Regions from separate parts of the Hordeum vulgare genome. Here region 1 is linked to region 2. A link is a contact called in public Hi-C data. All regions are on one chromosome and are shown on one strand. The core of a region is the stretch at or near the end of the contact, and the rest is flanking DNA. Distances in the headings are between cores, read along the strand shown.

Region 1 (3,556 bases), core at 930-3,429, 170 kb after region 2:
TAAAGCATCATAGGATTCGCATTTCTAAAACAATTTTTATGAAAAGTATTTTTATGAATAGCATCACTTATTGCTCTCTTACATGTACAAGTACTCTAATGATATAATGATGATAATGATAATAATAATAATAATAATGATGATTATTCATGTTTGTGTACTCTTTACAGTCTAAAAGATAGCATGACAGCTAACCCGAATAAACCAAAACATTGTTTTCAAAACAGTAATTTCGTATACAACAATGCTTCATGTGATTAGTGTTTTCATGCCCACTCAATCAACAGGAATATACTCATATCGACCCCGAAAAACTAAAGATATATTGTACGAATCGTACCTGAAATGTAAACCGGAATAGTACCGACAAAGTGCATCTGTGTGAACAATAATCCGTGGAGAATAGTACCGACAAGCAACTCGGAATCCATCGCATGCAAGCGTAACTTCAAGTAGCTGGGTATTCTGGCTCGACCGAAATCACAAGCAAGTCGTTGTAGTATAGTGGTAAGTATTCCCGCCTGTCACGCGGGTGACCCGGGTTCGATCCCCGGCAACGGCGAATTTTCTTTTCGTTTTCTTTTTTACGTCCCACGGTGCCCTTTCTTCTTGTCGTCGAACGAAAAGCGCCAAGACATCATCAATTCGTCGAGATCTACGCGCGCAACATGTGAATTTATTCAGGGCAAACATTGTACGTACAACTAAATAATTCGAGTGTTGTTCGGCTCTCTTCTTCTCTTGAAGACGCCCGCGCGCCGTCCTACGCTATGTCCATCTCGAGGCTGTCGACGAACCTGGTCCCTTCAGCCAGCCCCCTGAAATTCCCCTTGACATACTCGCCATACTCGATCGCCCTGTACCTGGCCTCGCCGAGCCCCGGCAGCGGCTTCACCGTCCCGGCGACGGACGCGTCCTGGAACATCACCACGGTCGCCCGCCCCCTCTCGGCGTCCACCAGCACCCTATGCTCGGCGCTCCTGTACTTGCCGTTGGTGAGGACCTGGAGGATGTCCCCGACGTTGACGACGAGGGCGCCCGGCAGCGGGTCCAGCGGGAACCACCTGCCGCCCCTCCTCACCTGCAGGCCCGGGCTGTCGTCCACGTGCAGCAGCAGCGCCAGCCCGAGGCCGTCGTGGTGCGGCGTGATGCCTATCACCTTGTCCGGGTGCCGGCACGGCGGGTAATGGTGCATGGCGACGCTCTGCGTCTTGCCACGGAAGGCCCCGTCCAGCTCCTCCGGCTCCACCCCGAGGTCGCTCGCCATGAACCCCACGAGACGCCTCGTGAGGCTCGACACCTCGCGCGAGTACTTGCCGAGCGCGTCCCTGGTGATTAATTGGTTATAACTTATAAGCAGGCGAACGAGATGTACTTCCTCCATGCATGCATGCATGCATGCTTGAAAGGAAGACCCAAAAATGTTTGAATGAAGAAAATGACCTAAATGTTGGTGGATCGGCGGGCCAGAAGTCCATGCTGGTTTTCTCGTTCTGTTGCGTCGCGAGGATGAGGCTCTCTGCCCAGTCCAACTTGCGGGACGCTCCGGTGAAGTGGTGCCCAAACCCTCCCAGGCTGCCGGCATGGACGGCCAGTGCGTTCTTCTTCTCCAGCGCCAAGCGGAAGAACTGCATAGCGTTATCTTTCATGCCTTGTACAACTGATTCGTCGACTCCGTGGTTTGTTAGCTGCAAAACGATCGAAGAATGTTTGATTTCATAGTAGTACCCCCCAAAAAAGGATAACTGATGCGGATGCAAATTTCCTCTGTAGGGAAAAAGATGAAGGATGCCTAATAATTAACCTGGAAGAAGCCCCAGTCTCGACACGCAGAGCCAAGCTTGGCCGTCTCCGCCTCCGAGGACTCCGAGGCTAGCAGCCTCGCCATGTCAACGAGCGGCAGCTCGTAGCTCTCGTCGTCGCCCACGACGACCCCGTCCCCGACCTCGTCCGGCCGGGCATACCTGTCGGGGATCTCGGTGGAGTCCGCGAACGTGGCCTCCGCGGCGTCCGTGATCCCGGCCCTGGTGACGACGACGTCGTCGCCGATCTCCATCGATCCTTCGGTTTCTGTCCTTCTGTTTCTGTGCTGCGTTTTTGAGTTTTGACTTTGGGTACGTAGGTGCTGTGCTGGTTGGGTTGTGCACCCGGACGAGAATCTACTCCTAGTATAAAAATGTGGGTGGTTCGATGGTGGGTATGTGCATGCCAATAATGTTGTTTCAAGTGGGTAGGTATAGTACAACGGTCCAAAAACAGTGGCGGCTATGGGACATGTTACATGTAGCCAGTGATGTCAACACAGCTTAAAATTATACATATACCATATACTTACGTTACGTATGTTGGAAATGTTAGTATTTTTTCGATTAATGTAATCTACTAGTAATGTAAGCATGACAAACACAATACGCAACTTATAACAATAACTAAGTGTGTAAGCATGTACATAACTGAAACATATATGAACATAGCATATACGGCTAGCACATGAACGAGTAAATAGGGAATGAACAGGTCATACTCTCTGATTGGCCAGACCAACACGATGGCGGCAGCAACATCCTAGGCAACCTTCGTGGCCTTCTTCTTGGCAGCGACGTCCTCCGTGGCCTTCTTCGTGGTGGGCATCGGTGACGGCCGTGGAGGCGATGGAGGAAAAGTAGTCAAAACAGAGAAAGACGGATACGGGGCTGCATAGGGAGCTGTCGCGCCGAGACGCTTCCCAAAAACCTTATCGTCGTTCTCCCGGACAAGATCTTGAATGACAGGGTTTCGGAGACACCTGCTCTCTTCACCGGTCGTGCACACGGTCATCGGGATGGGATCGTTGAAAGCAGCACAGTCAGAGGAATAGTAGATTATGGCTAGGGTTATGCAAGAGGGAGAGAGTGAGTTAGTTTCGCTTCACAAGCCAGTGCCTCCTTATATAGGTCGTCAGATAGATGGGCTTGAGCTTGTGCCCGTGATCAAGTCGTCGTTCGTGCCGATCCGTAAAACCGTATTTTACAGTGATGGAGCATTAGCATTATACAGGGTTTGCTAGACGTTCTTATACGGTGATGGAGCACCGGTTCGTGGCGTACTACAGAGATGTCTCCGGCGGGGGGAAGCGATTAGTGCTTCTGCTACACAACAAGGGGAATTTTTTAGTGAAGAAAGTTATGGAGATTTTTGCATGCGGCGGAATATAAAAGGCAAGAACAGAGCCAGCGAGCTCATCTGCTTGGTCAGGTCTAAGGCAGCTACTCAGGTCAGGTCTAAAAAAACTGATGTGGAAAAGTTGTTATGAAAAAGTTGCTGTGAAAAACCTGGAAACTCAAAAGTTGGGATACCACAACTTTGAAATTTACACTAGAAAGAAACTATAGATTCTCAAAAACTGCTTTGAACATTTATTCCTTTGGTAAGCTTTTAGCTTTTTAAAACAGAAGTTGGTAAAAATAAGTTGAACCAAACACGGCCTAATATAGCATGGTCAAGTGGTCAACCTTTTTCTTTCGTGTACATCACACCGCCCGTTTGCTAAAAGTGGCTCAAGCAAATTATATCGCAG
Region 2 (3,916 bases), core at 556-3,055:
ATATACGGAGGTTTTAGGGCTGATTTGAGACGACTTTCTCACGGCTGCCCGACCACATACCTCCACGGTTTTTCCTCTAGATCGCGTTTCTGCGGAGCTCGGGCGGAGCCCTGCTGAGACAAGGTCATCACCAACCTCCGGAGCGCCGTCACGCTGCCGGAGAACTCTTCTACCTCTCCGTCTCTCTTGCTGGATCAAGAAGGCCGAGATCATCGTCGAGCTGTACGTGTGCTGAACGCGGAGGTGCCGTCCGTTCGGTACTAGATCGTGGGACTGATCGCGGGATTGTTCGCGGGGCGGATCGAGGGACGTGAGGACGTTCCACTACATCAACCGCGTTCTCTAACGCTTCTGCTGTACGATCTAGAAGGGTACGTAGATCACTCATCCCCTCTCGTAGATGGACATCACCATGATAGGTCTTCGTGCGCGTAGGAAAATTTTTGTTTCCCACGCGACGTTCCCCAACACTACCACCCGGTGCCCAACACACACGTCGTGGACATCTCCAACGACGAATCGTAGCTAGATTGTCGTAGTACGTAGGCTTATTCTACATGATGTATGGACCGAGGGAATGAAATATGAGAGACTCAAATGGAGAGGAACAGATTTAAGGCGTGACCGGTAATTAGCCATGGTAATGTGACCATCTTTATTCACGCTCCACGGTAATTAGCCCATCGTGGAATCGTGGTATCTCATATCGGTCACCCTATATCCATATTACACATGCAACGTTGAACTACTCTATGTGATCAAACGTCAGACAACAAAATCAGATGCAAACGAACACAAGATTGACTACAAACATACATCAAACATCACCCCGGAAGATCACCTTAAGTTCATCGGACATAGTTCTTAAATTTCTACAACTAAAAACGATATAAACAATGCGGAGGAGGGGCAAGATCACCACTTCCTTGCTGGGCCTTCGCCCTTTCAGTTGCCGACGCAGTTGTAGTCGTCCATGGCTTGGGGAGGAGGGTCTTGATCATCAATGGAGGAGGTGTCGTCGTCGCCGTCTTCGTCGTCAGAGTCGGAGAGGACGATGAGTCCCTTCATCTCACGAACCGTCATGTCCTATTCCCGCTTCAACTCGACGATCTGAGCCGCCTCACGCTCCGACTGATCAATAGCAAGCCAGAGTGTATCGGCATTCTTCCATCTCGACCGTCCTGATGGAGTACACCCATGCGAGGAGGCGTTCATCCTTGCCGGGCTCCGCCGGCATCCCGCGGTGGTGGCGCACGGACCTCTACTTCTTTCTCCCTTAAATTGAAGTAACCTTGTATATTCCATCATCCGGTGGTCATGAAGGGCTCCACGCACGAAGGGTTCATGGAGAAGCAACCTTGTCTATTCCACCATGGCTTAGGTCCACAAAGGACTAGCCCCACTCGAATAGATCTCCACAAAATGCTCTCACCGAAACACCGGGAGGGGCAATGACGGCAACACGCATTCGGCTCGCTCCGGTGTTTGTATTCGTGTGTGGATGGTTCATAGACGATTTTATTACATCAGTCGTTCCTTATACTATCACAGTTGAACATAAATAGATTGAAGATTTCCTGAAAAGAAAACGAGATCGTAGAGATTGAGCCGCACGCGATAATTTTATTGGCGAAACGAGGCGGTGCCACGTGTCGCGTCCCAGGAGGCCCACGAACGAGCGAGCGAGCGAGGCTTCGCGACCCGTTCCGATCGCCGTGTACTCTATCTATTTATTTCTCCCGCCGCGACAGCACTTTGCATTATTTATTGCTCCGGCCGCGTCGCAATAATTCTTTCTCCATCTCTGAGTCTGAGAACGAGAAAGAAAAGAAAAGAAAGAAATCTCCTGGCGTGGCCCGCGGGCATCGTCTCCTTTCCTTTGCATCCAGCGCTCGCTTTCCCCTTCCCCTTCCCCTCCAATAGCCAATAGCCAAGCAAGAACCGGGACACAAGCAACCAAAGGCTCTGCCAAGAGGACAAGGAATCCGCGGCCTTCTCCCAATCCACCGCGCTCGCTTCCCCAACCCCCAACCTCGCTTCCCGGCCACCGCAAGTTCCCCGCAACCTCGCCACGCTCAGGTGCGCTAGCTTCCGCTCCCTCCCTCCTCCCTGCCCAGCTTCTTCTGCGCTTTATAGCTTGTTTTGCCTTCTTGGAGGACTTGAAGCTTGGATTTCGTCTAGCCTGTGGGGACTGGGAGCGAGCACGCCCGATCTTGGCGCCCTCGGCCGGCTGTTTCGAGGTGGAGATTGGGACGGGATGGGATGTTGCTGCTGCGCTTGAAATCTTAGTTGCGCTTCTTGCACGAGTAGCTCCCAGTCCCAGTCCATGCGCCGTTTGCCAATTGGTTGCCGTCCCGTTGGATGGGCTAGTGTACCTGCTTTTTTACTTTCAAGTCAAGTAGTGCTGCTGCGGTGGTCTCGTCACTGATTTTTTTTAAAAAAAAAAATTTGCTCTTACCATTATTTACATGGGACAGAGATTCCCTTGTTTAGCAGCGACTTGTTAGGAATCAGGAGGGGTGCATCTCTATTTTACCATGCGAAATTCTTCCACTTTTGGTTGTCTGCACTTTTTAAAGCGGTTCAAACAAACACGTTTGCTCTGATAGTGATCTTGTCTTGTGGAGCCGTTGATCCGCCCTACCCATGTCATGCAAAGTTGTTAGCCGTACCTTAGTACTATAATTAGTGTAGATATCACGAAACGCTCAATAGTCCTCTTGAGTTTCCAAGCCTGCGCATTGTCGATTAGTAATTCTTGGTACTTATATATATATCTCTGTTTGGTTTCTTCATCAGGCTGTTGAGTGGCCACAAATCTGGATATGGACGCGCCTGCGGCTCCAGCCATGGCATTTAAAGCCTATAAGTACAAAGAGGTTCTTGTTAGGGACTACCTGCTAGCAGACTCCTATGCTCCATACACTTCTGTGCTTGGGGGAATCCTGATGTGCAAATTGGTAATGTCATTCGCCCTTGTTCTCTTAACTCTTTTGACCACTCTACTGGTAACCGTGCAATAACTTTTTTGTATAGCATGTTGATTGGGCAAAAAGTGTTTTAAATTTCTTTTTATGTTCATGTGGTTTGACTTACTGAGTTTCATGTGGGCGCTTAACATCAAGAGATATCATTAGAAAATGTTCTCATTATATTTTGGGTTTTTTATTTAACATGTCAATTTGTATTGGGTTTTTTCACCCTTCCAAACCGTGATTACACTGATGAGTGTAGATCAGGCACCAGTCGAACAAAGAAATTTTGCTTAGCAGTACATATTTGCTTATTAAGGTTTGTATTTATTTGTAGATACACTTCATTTCTTTGACCTCAGTTCAGTATTCATTATGACTTTATAAGCTAAGGTCAAATGCTATACAGCCTAAAGCCCCACCATGTTATGGTTAAGCTGACGCAAACAGATTTTGGTTGAGCTAACACGAGCGGATTTTTGGTTGAGCTAACGCAAATGAATTTTTGCTGAGCTAACTCGATATATTGGTATTCTCTGAGTAGCTCGCTGCAATAGAGTAGTGTGATGCTAGCAATGAACATGATTTCTAGCATGCGTTATCTCTGTGAACCTTAATTCTCAATGGAACTTTGTAAATGCATCTATCATACCTGAACTTCAATCATTGTAAAACTTCCTTGACCATCGCGTAACATTATTTGTGTTTACTAGCTCAGGCTTATGATTTCACGCGCATTATCAGTTCATTCAAGTTCAAAGGTTATGCTTCTCTTAACAACATGCAGAAGATCGAATGGAACAACAGGTGAGATTAATTTTACAACTTACTATCCAACTCCCTCCTTTGTCATACATAATATTTATGACTTTTTATCTTCTAGGGGCATGTCCACTGTCCATGCAATATTCATTACAGTTATGTCAGTATACCTAGTGTTCTTC

What was found. Hi-C and Micro-C count contacts between places; a contact is called where the count stands out from the background.
Region 1: a contact with region 2 is called in a Hi-C map of leaf, with 7 times the contacts expected there. The contact joins the promoter of LOC123416592 here to the promoter of LOC123447333 in region 2. A contact is called at or near these places in 2 of 6 Hi-C or Micro-C datasets (both in leaf).

Annotation. Positions count from the first base shown.
Region 1 is chr1H:480,225,053-480,228,608 of MorexV3_pseudomolecules_assembly, forward strand. It overlaps LOC123416592 (protein SRG1-like), which reads right to left and starts at 2,180. Exons shown (of 3, transcript XM_045106807.1): 1 at 1,805-2,180; 2 at 1,444-1,688; 3 at 657-1,328. The coding sequence starts at 2,056. The coding sequence ends at 764. It overlaps TRNAD-GUC (a tRNA gene), which reads left to right and starts at 491; the gene lies at 491-562.
Region 2 is chr1H:480,052,986-480,056,901 of MorexV3_pseudomolecules_assembly, forward strand. It overlaps LOC123447333 (TLC domain-containing protein 4-like), which reads left to right and starts at 1,806. Exons shown (of 9, transcript XM_045123929.1): 1 at 1,806-2,079; 2 at 2,800-2,960; 3 at 3,691-3,779; 4 at 3,856-3,916. The coding sequence starts at 2,826.